Linked DNA regions of Mus musculus: region 1 is linked to region 2. A link is a contact called in public Hi-C data. All regions are on one chromosome and are shown on one strand. The core of a region is the stretch at or near the end of the contact, and the rest is flanking DNA. Distances in the headings are between cores, read along the strand shown. Region 1 overlaps Spag9 (sperm associated antigen 9). Region 2 overlaps Mbtd1 (mbt domain containing 1).

Region 1 (4,880 bases), core at 1,716-4,215, 180 kb after region 2:
CTCTTTTTTTTTTTTAAGATTTATTTATTTATTATATGTAAGTACACTGTAGCTGTCTTCAGATACACCAGAAGAGGGTGTCAGATCTCATTACGGATGGTTGTGAGCCACCATGTGGTTGCTGGGACTTGAACACTGGACCTTTGCAAGAGCAGTCGGGTACTCTTACCCACTGAGCCATCACACCAGCCCCTACTTGCATACTCTTAAGTTAAAAGTAAGACATACTTTTCTTAGCTATGAAGAAAAGCTCATAAATTTGAAATATATTTAAAATATTATGATATTATTTACTTTTCTATTATTATAAAAACATGACCAAGGCAACTTAAAGACTTATAGAAGAGTTCCAGAGTATTGGAGTCCATTATAATCAGGACAGTGTAACAGCAGGAAGCTGAAAATTCCCATATCTCAGTGCTCCCACTGAGCTTTGAAGATTATCTATTCTTGTTTACTTTATAATTGGTGTTCCTAGTACCTTGATGTATACTTTGTGTGTGTGTGTGTGTGTGTGACAAGATTTCATTATGCATCTTTGGCCAGCCTCAAACTCATTACCTTGAGATAGCTTCATTACCTTCAACTCACAGAGATCCTCCTGCCTCTGCCTCCTGAGGCCTTAGATTAAAGGCAGTCAGAATGCTGTCTAGTTTAACTTTATTTTTGAATCAAGATTTCTGTAGCCTGCACTGCCTTGAACTCAGGACCATCCTCCTACACCCTTCCTAGTACTTGAATTGCAATCAGGAATCAACCATGTGATTTATTTAATTTTGAAAAGGTATTTAAAAAAATAGCATTCCCTAGCTGCATCTGTGATGAGTGATATTCACTGTTCTGTTTCTGTATAAAACAGGTCAGGTCATTAGCCCACAAAGTAGCAGTGGTGGGGCAGATCTTACAGCTGACAAGGCAGGGTCATCTGCACAGGAGCCCAGTAGCCAGACGCCCTTGAAGTCCATGCTTGTCATCAGTGGAGGAGAGGGCTACATTGACTTCCGGATGGGTAAGTCTTTGGTTCTGGGAGGTCACTCCAGGTGACGGAGACATCACACTTATGATGATGACTTAGGCATGCGTTCTCGTGGAATCGTTTACGTGGAGAAGGATTTTGCATGGTTTTCTGCCTACATGTATCTATGTATATGTTTCTTTCATACAAAAAATAATCATTTGAAAGAGCATTATAAACTGCAAATGGCCCGTGTTAAGGTTTGTGTGAAGAACTGAAGAATTGTAATTATATGGCCCTGAGCAAGCCATCCACCCTCGCAGAACCTTTTCCTCACCCACAAACTTAAGAAATAAAAATAATTCATAAAACTTGATGTCAAAAATATTTTATCTATTCACTTTCTCACCTTGTGCCTATCAGCCTTAAAATTAATATGTGGAAAAAAATCAGTCTCTCATTCCCTTTTAATAGGTTTGGTTTTTTTTTTAGATGAGGTCTAACATGCTGTCCTGGAACTGACTATGTGACCAGGCTGGCCTCAGATTCCCAGAGCTCTGCCTGCCTCTTCCTTCCAAGCACTCGGATTAACCACTTCCTTCCTTCCAGTAGGTTTTATAGAGCAGTGCAGAGCTGAGATTGTTAAAGGTTGCTACACTGCTGTAAATGTCGTGGTGGAGAGTTGATAGCTCTTCCCATGGTGGGAAGATAAGGTAGAGAAGAAACTTTAGATTACTGCCCTCTGATGCTGGACAAGAGTCGGCATCAGAGGGCAGTAATCTAAAGTCAGAGGCGGTAATCTAAAGTCAGAGGGCGGTAATCTAAAGTCAGAGGGCGGTAATCTAAAGTCAGAGGGCGGTAATCTAAAGTCAGAGGGCGGTAATCTAAAGTCAGAGGCCGGTAATCTAAAGTCAGAGGGCGGTAATCTAAAGTCAGAGGGCGGTAATCTAAAGTCAGAGGCCGGTAATCTAAAGTCAGAGGGCGGTAATCTAAAGTCAGAGGGCGGTAATCTAAAGTCAGAGGCCGGTAATCTAAAGTCAGAGGGCGGTAATCTAAAGTCAGAGGGCGGTAATCTAAAGTCAGAGGGCGGTAATCTAAAGTCAGAGGGTGGTAATCTAAAGTCAGAGGGTGGTAATCTAAAGTCAGAGGCCGGTAATCTAAAATCAGAGGCAGGTAATCTAAAGTCAGAGGGCAGTTATCTAAAGGCCTCATTAGGGAGCAAGCGGCTTAGTGGAGGGTTAGCACTTCCTGATTTAAAAAAAAAAGGCTCCTCTGAGGTGATTCTGTCTCTTTTGCTTGTTGTATAGGTTTGTTTGTATTTCAGTTTCAATGTTGGGTATTGTCATACATGTTAGACAAATATTTTACCACTGAGCATATCATATGTCCCCAGTTTGACTAAAGATTTTAAAAGATTAAAGCCATCTTAAAGAAAATCTTTTAAAAAGATAAAAGCTAAGAGTATATATACATTTCTTATCTAGAAAGGACCATGAGATGAGTTATGGGAGACCTTCATATACTGTATATACTTGTGTGTATTTAGACAGGAAGAAGGAAAAAAGAAATAGAAAGCATTTCCCCAAGTATCTTAGTTAGGGTTTCCATTGCTGTGACAAGACACCATGACCACAGCAACTGTTATAAAAGAAAACATTTAATTGGGGCTGGTTTACTGTTCAGAGGTTTAGTCCATTATCATGGTGGGAGCATGATGATGCACACACAGACTTCTGCTGCTGGAGAAGGAGCCAAGCGTTCTGATCAGTAGACAGCAGCTGATGGAGCTGGCTTAAGCATCTAATACCTTAAACAAGACCAGTAATGCCACTTTCTGTGAATCTATGTGGGGCATTCTCATTCAGAATACCACAAGTAAAGTTTGTGTTTATCTTTTAAGCAAAGGAGGATTGCAGAACTTGAAATGGAGGAGCAATGTGGTTAGGTTTGGGCAAGAGATGTGGAAATGAGTGAGGAAAAAGGATGTCTGAGTCAGCTGGTAATGGTGGAGACAGAGTAGTACAATGGGGAGTCCTTAGCTAGTAGAGAGTCATGTGTTCACTCAGAGCACTGTCTAAATGGGAGCAGCCAGAAAACAGGGAAGGGAAAAGAAGTACAAGTGTTTGCTTGCTAAAAAGAAACACACTAGTCTAAACACAGAAGTCTTAGTATATCAATGGCTTGTCAAACAGAAGCTATTAAATGCTTGTAGAGAGTACACTGAGGAAGTCTGTCACAGTAGAAAATGCAGGGTCCTATTGGTGGCAGTGCACCACATGTGGTCAGAAGAAACCAGAGCATGAAGGTTGAAGGCTTCTGTCTTACTTCTGGGAGACAGAAATATATTAATGTAAGGTTTAGAGATGGATGCCAGCAAGAACAGAAGAGTTTTAAAGCATTTTAAGTAATTAAAAACTGGCACAGGAATGTTTTATAGAAAGGAATTGTAGGGACTCTACTTAGCTAGGGTGATGGTTGCTTTTTCTTGGAGTGCAGTGTGGCAGTTGGAATCATACTAAAGAATATGCTAGTCGGCATCTCTGCAGTTTCCCACCTCCACCAAATATTTTCCATTGCAGAGTCTGCAAATAGCATAAAAATTGCTTAACCAAGTTTAACAGTATCTCTAGGAATTCAGCCTGGAAAATAGACTTGGTTTTTAAGCAGACGCTAATTTTAATAGTGAATATGTTGTTTTAAAAAAGAAAGCATGGTAGTAAATGTTTTTAAATCTCACCGCCCTGGGAGGCAGAGACAGATGGAGCCTGGTCTGAGTAGTGAGTTCCAGGACACCAGAGGTACAAAGTGAAACGCTCTCTCAAAAAAAAACAAAAACACCTTGAATTTCATCTTGTTCGTGTTCTTATTCACTTTCTGTAATGTTTTAGCAATAATGTATTCAGAAGTCCCATACTTGTAAGGGCGTGGCTTGAATTACAGGATATAGAGATCCTGGGAAACAAGATAGTAACACTCTTCAAAATAGCTTAACAGGCAAGCAACCAGCAACCTTTGTCTCTGCCGCATAGTCTTCACCACTGCAGCTTGCTGTTGTTGTTTTTTCAAATAAGGTCTCCGGTTGTGTGGCCCTGCTGGCTTGCAATTGACTCTCTAGACCAGGCTAGCCTAGAACCCACCGAAGTTTGCCCACCTTTGCCTGAGTGCCATGATTAAGGGTGTACTCTACAACATCATTGTATTTCTAAAATATAAGAGCCAAACTTGGAGCTAGAACTATGGCTTAGTGGTTAAGAACCCTAGATGTTCTTCCAGAGGACGCTGTTCTATCCCCAGTACACACTTAGAGGTTTATTCCAATTGTATGGGATGTTGATACCTTCTTCTGGCTTTCTTGGGCACTGCATATACATGGTTCATAGATATTCAGGCAAAAATACTCATATACATAAAATAAAAATAACTAAACCTTAAAAAACAAAAACAGCTGGGGGCTTGAGAGAAAACTCAGTGGTTAAGAGCACTGTCTGCTTTTGCAGGGGTCCTGAGTTCAACTCCCAGCAACTACATAGTGACTCACAACCATCTGTAATGGGATCTGCTGTCCTTTTCTGTCTGATGCAGGCATAGATGCAAATAGAGTGCTCATATACATAAATAAATAATTTTTTTAAAATGCAGCTGTGCGATGGTGGTATATACCTTTGATCCTAGGCAGAGACAAGCAGATCTGTATGAGTTCTAGGTTAGCCTGGTCTACAAAGTGAGTTCTAGAACAGCCAGGGCTGTTAAACAGAGAAACCTTGTCTTGAAAAACCAAAACCAACCAAACAAACAAACAAACAAAAAAAGAGCCAAACTTATTTTTTTCTTAAAGGTTTGGTTATATTTTAGTTGGAGGAACTTGACTTTTGACCTGAGCATGCTTACTCTGTATTTTGACATTAACATGAAAAAGCTTTGCATA
Region 2 (5,104 bases), core at 1,994-4,493:
ACTGTTTGAACTGGAGGGTTTTATAAATGTTCAGCCTCAGAAAAATGTCTTTCTCAAACCATAGTAATTCTGGAGCCATTTCAGATTTCACCACTTTGAGGTGCTACTATTTATATAGGACTTAGTGGTTTTCCCTGGTATTTTACTTGTAAATGTGTTAAGTCATCACTGCACATGACATTGGCATGGCAATTGGGAGCTGAGTGTGGATCCACCTATCTTTCAGATTCATTTTATATGGGAATACTGTTGACTTAGATTTATGTATCTCATTCTGATTATCTGAAATTTAGCTGGTTATTGGGTTAGGAGGAAAACAAAGTGTACATCTATAAAGATAACGTGACGATATTTCACTTTGCACCCTTATTTTTGCACTATGCTTGGCAGTTTAGTGTTTACAAAGTTCCAAGCATATTTTAGTTTGGTAAAAGCCATTTTATAAGCTCTAGAGTCTGTTTCCTTATAAAAGTATAAAAAGTGATACGTGCCTTTAACTCTTAACACATAGGAGGGAGAGACGGGAGGATCAGAACCCCGAGATCATCCTCAGCTTCCTAGTGAGTTGGAAGGCAGCCTTGTCTGTGTGAGGCCTTGTCTTGAAAACAAAGCAAGCTGAGCATAGTGGTACACACTTGTGATTCCAGCATTAGGGAGATGAGGACAGGATGGGCAGGAGTTCAAGTCCAGCCTGGTCTATGTAGTGAGTTTAAAATCAGCCTGGACAGGGGGCTGGACAGATGGTTCAGCGGTTAAGAGCACTGACTGCTCTTCTAGAGGTCCTAAGTCCAGCAACCACATGATGACTCACAAGCACCTTTATGGGATCTGATTCCCTCTTCAGCTGTGTCTGAGGACAGCGACAGTGTACTCGTATACATAAAAATAAATTAATCTTTTTTAAAAAATCAGCTACCTGAAACCCTCTCCTAATATCTGAGCTTAAGAACTTTGTAAGCAATACATACTGAGCTTTGGGTTTTAGAAGTGCGTTTCTGGGTCAGAATTACAAATGCTGTAGTGCACTGCTCAGCTTAGGGGGCACGCTGTAGAATGGTGAAATGTGCCATTCGTTAATACATTGAAGCTATTTTTGTTTGACTTCTCCCACTGAAGGGCCATAATTAGGCTTCTATAGCCAGGGAAATGCTGTCTTTATTAAAAGTCATGTTCATAAATGTTCTCTTGAGATTGGTGTATAGATCACTATAGCACTTGCCAAGTGTGCATAAGAGCCTGCTGGTCCCTGGCACTACTACAAAAAAATTAAAAAATAAAATTAAAAATTAAAAAAAAGACTTTTCACCCAATATTTAAGGTGAGTTTTCTTGAAGGACAGCAACCATTTCTCTACCCTAACTACTCTCTAGTTTACTTTACCTCATTCTTTTTAAACTTGAGCGTCAAGACCAGAATTATCAGGCCTGAGAGACTTGAGCAACCTCCCCTCTTCCTGCCCCATAGCATGTTCGTATGCTGTGCATGCATGGGTGCGCACACACACATATTTGCAGAAGTTAAGCCTTGCACAGTCAGTTCTTTGCAGCGTCCTATACAACCTAGCCTCCCTAGTAATACAATGCACTTTCTTAGCACACACGTAAGTCAAAGCTCACTTCAGTCTGACTTGATGTTTAGAGAGGAAGATGCCAGTTGGGAAGAAGCCTGTCAGTTTGTCGAGCCTGCCCATGACAGGCGGGGTGCGGAGGAGCTTCTCTGGGGACGAAGAGTTGACTCCTCCTCCATATCGAACCCTGCCAGCACAGACAGCCCTGGAGGCCTTCCCACCTCCCAGCACTAGCCGAGAGTTCAGGCCCAGCCTCAAAACAGGTAACTAGTCACAGCAGCATCACAGGTACTATAGAGTATGGGTCAGGTGCTGGGCAGGGTGGTGGGAGACAAAGCATGGGCTGGCGGGACAGGGGCCCACTCATCCAAATCCTCCTTTTTCTTTTTCTTTTTTTTTTTTTAACTAAAAATATCCATTTCCACTGGTTCTCGGCAGCCATTTCACTAAGATGAGCCATCAGGGAAGAATTGAGTTGATATGGAGCATCAGTGAAAGCCATCATTTTAGTTTTTTGGAATTATGAGGCAACTTCCAATATTTGATGCTTTGGTTAGAATGGTTGAACATACTACATTGTAGATGTCTATGGACTTGACTTGAGGGAGAGAGAGAGAGAGAGATGCTGATAATTAGACCTAAAAGTGAGACTTTGTTCATAACATTCCATAGTGGGTCATTCATGGAAAACGTGTATTGAGTTCAAATAATTTTTATTTTAGTGGTAGCATTTACCATAAACTAAGCTTGAACATCATCACAGATTTAAAAATACATTACTTACCGATCATGGTATTAAATTTATTTCCATAATTCCATGTTTCAATATGCATGGTGATTACCTGACATTTCTTGGTGTTTAGTTGGTTAGGCAAGTGAAGGAAGACTGCTCAAAATTTTCCCTGTTGTAATTGCTAAAAACAAAGCTGACTTTAGATGAGAGTCCTGATCTTGTAGCTTCAAATCCAGAGTGCTGGTTTGATTAGCATGTATCCTACCACAGTTTAATGATTGTTTTTCAACTGACTTGTTCTAGATGTCAGCATTTCCTAAATGACTTTGTAGTTTAAAAACTTAAGTGGAATTTAGGACTTTGTTGTTTCCTGCTACTGTTTACCAGGATGTTTGTACCTGACATTATCAGCTCCCCCCCCCCCCTTTTTTTTTAACTTCTTACCTCTCACAGCTCTGATAATGTGTGCAGTCATCTTACCTCTCACAGCTCTGATAATGTGTGCAGTCATCTTGAGCTTTCCATCAGGCCGTGTTTCTGATGACCATACATCAAGGGAAAGTTCCATGTTTCATTTTCCATGAAAGGCAGATTAGGATTACAAATCCCAAATTTCATCTGCTGTGTTCAGGCATGGTGGTGAGACCCATTCACCCCAGCAGGAAGATTGGGAATTCAAGCTGTCTCCTGAGAGACTGACTGAACAAAGCCAACAGTGTTAGCTACTCTTTAATGATCAACCTCTAAGGACTAAGAGCATTCCAGGTCATTGTTAAGTTTTCTCTTTTTAATACACACTGTTTATGAAATAGTACTTTACCTGAATATGAATATCCTTACTTTGTTAGAGGTTCTGATTCATGTCAAACTTAGCTAGACTTGTGAGAAGACGGCAAACCTCATGACTTCCAACTTCCTCATTCCTCTAGTGCCTGTCATGTCTTCTTGCTCTGGGGTGTGTCTTGTGGGCCGTGGTATGATCTGCTTAGTGAAGCTCTGTGGGAACTGCACTGCTGCCTTCATGCCTGAAAGCCACTGTTAGACTGGTTGTTTGGCAAATTTATTATTGTTGATTTTATACCTGCAAAGATGTCACTTTCATTTGCTTCTCTTGAGACATTTTCATGATTAGTGTCACTTAGGTGGTTGATTTTAAAAGCAGAGCCTAGAAAGTACATTGGTGTAGAATGTGACATTGAGCTGCTTGATCTATTGCATTCATCCGTCACTGTTCGAGAATAAAGGCTAGGAAAGGGGGATGATAGCAGACAGGCTTTATTTTAGTAAGTTTACATTAAAACGTTCCATACCTGCGTGAATGTTTCACCTTTTTCTTGAGTGATTTTTCAGTACATCATTTTCATATTTTAACATGACTCTTCTCAAGATACTTGTTTTGAGTACAAATGGATACAGCTTTAGGATGTGTTTCAGAACCTTGGTTATCTTCCTTACATAAAAACATCCTTTTGAGTGAAACATCTTTGATCTTGAAGCATGGTACTTCCCATTCATTTAGCCATCTAATCATCATAGAACAAGATAACATTCAACCTTTTATTGTGGGTACTGCACCTTTAATGAAATGTGGGTTTTGTTTCCATGTTTATCCTTGTGATAAGTGCTAAAATGTCCCTAATATTTACTGCATCTTGGTTAGATCTGAAGGATAGCTATATGCATATTTGCCACTGTTTGTTAGGCAAAGGAAGAACTATACAGTTGCATGTGCTTTGCCTTTCAACAGTATGTTCTTTCTTCTGCTCTTACTATACATAGTATATTCACTTTTTTGTCTATGGGCTATTGAGTTTTTCAACATAAATGCCAAAACAGGAACCAAAGTAAGATGAATTGTCATCTCTCAAAAGATTATTCATTAAAATTTGTAAATAAGGTGTCAAGTGTTAGCTGAATATTCAGTAGTCAAGTCTTTTTGAGTTCAAGGCTAGCTTAGTCTATCTAAATAACAAGTTCCAGACCAGCCAGAGCTACAAAGTGAGACCCCCATCTCAAAAATACAGATAAATAGGTAAAAATGAAAAAGATATCCTACTGCTGGGTTTTCTGGGTATTTGTTAATCTTGTTATGTAGTATATAATCTACACTGGCTTCAAATTCAAGATCCTCTTACTTCAGCCTCTAAAATACTGGGACTATAGGTATGACCTAACATGCTTGTACTGGGAGATGAGCCAGTAATTTTTGAGGAAATCTTCATAACTGAAATCAGTGTACAGAGGCTGGAAGTGTAGCCCACCAGTGGAGTGCTAACCTAGCATAGGCAAAACTAAATTCAGTCTCCAATACCATAAAAAAATAAATAATAATGCTGGCCATGATTTCCCACTCTATAATCCTAGCACTTGTAAGGCTAGACTGGAAGATGAAAATTTTGCCAGTTTTGGGAAGCCTGGCAAAGCCCCTGTCTTAGACTTTAAAAGTGGTGCTGGGAGTGAGAGCTCATGGGGTAGGACATTTGCCTAGTGTGCCTAAGGCCTAGGGTCCAATTCTAGCGCAAGGAGTGAGGGGCAAAGGAAAAGAGGGAAATAAGGTGATTATTTCAGGAGTTTGGGATATAATTAGTTTTATATTTCATATGCAGTCCTTCTTCATGCAAATTATATAGTCTAAAACAGTCATCCAAATGTATGTTTCAAAGCCCCACCTTAAGCCGGACATGGTGGTGCACTCCTTTAATCCCAGCACTCGGGAGGCAGAGGCAGGCAGATTTCTGAGTTTGAGGCCAGCCAGGGCTACACTGAGAAACCCTGTCTGGAAAAAACAAACAAAACAAAAAAAA

Evidence for each region. Hi-C and Micro-C count contacts between places; a contact is called where the count stands out from the background.
Region 1: a contact with region 2 is called in a Hi-C map of bone marrow-derived macrophages, with 26 read pairs. The contact joins two enhancer-like sites. A contact is called at or near these places in 14 of 39 promoter capture datasets (the 3T3-L1 cell line, the C10 cell line, the HPC-7 cell line and 10 more), 2 of 484 Hi-C or Micro-C datasets (B cells and bone marrow-derived macrophages), 6 of 115 datasets of contacts at active chromatin or transcription factors (the 230-238 cell line, astrocytes, bone marrow-derived macrophages and 3 more) and 3 of 9 other capture datasets (adipose tissue, liver and pancreatic islet).

What each region holds. Positions count from the first base shown.
Region 1 is chr11:94,115,871-94,120,750 of GRCm38.p6, forward strand. Spag9 (sperm associated antigen 9) reads left to right here. Exons shown (of 29, transcript NM_027569.3): 28 at 860-1,009. Among named protein-coding and RNA genes, the nearest start is that of B230206L02Rik, 15 kb to the right of the region's middle. Within about 2 kb of position 2,966, at least 30 of the 459 cell types and tissues checked have an H3K27ac peak or open chromatin away from gene starts, as enhancers often do. A contact at or near this core is called in bone marrow-derived macrophages, where this site is marked.
Region 2 is chr11:93,937,883-93,942,986 of GRCm38.p6, forward strand. The region is part of intron 15 of Mbtd1 (mbt domain containing 1); the gene reads left to right. Among named protein-coding and RNA genes, the nearest start is that of Nme2, 16 kb to the right of the region's middle. Within about 2 kb of position 3,244, at least 80 of the 459 cell types and tissues checked have an H3K27ac peak or open chromatin away from gene starts, as enhancers often do. A contact at or near this core is called in bone marrow-derived macrophages, where this site is marked.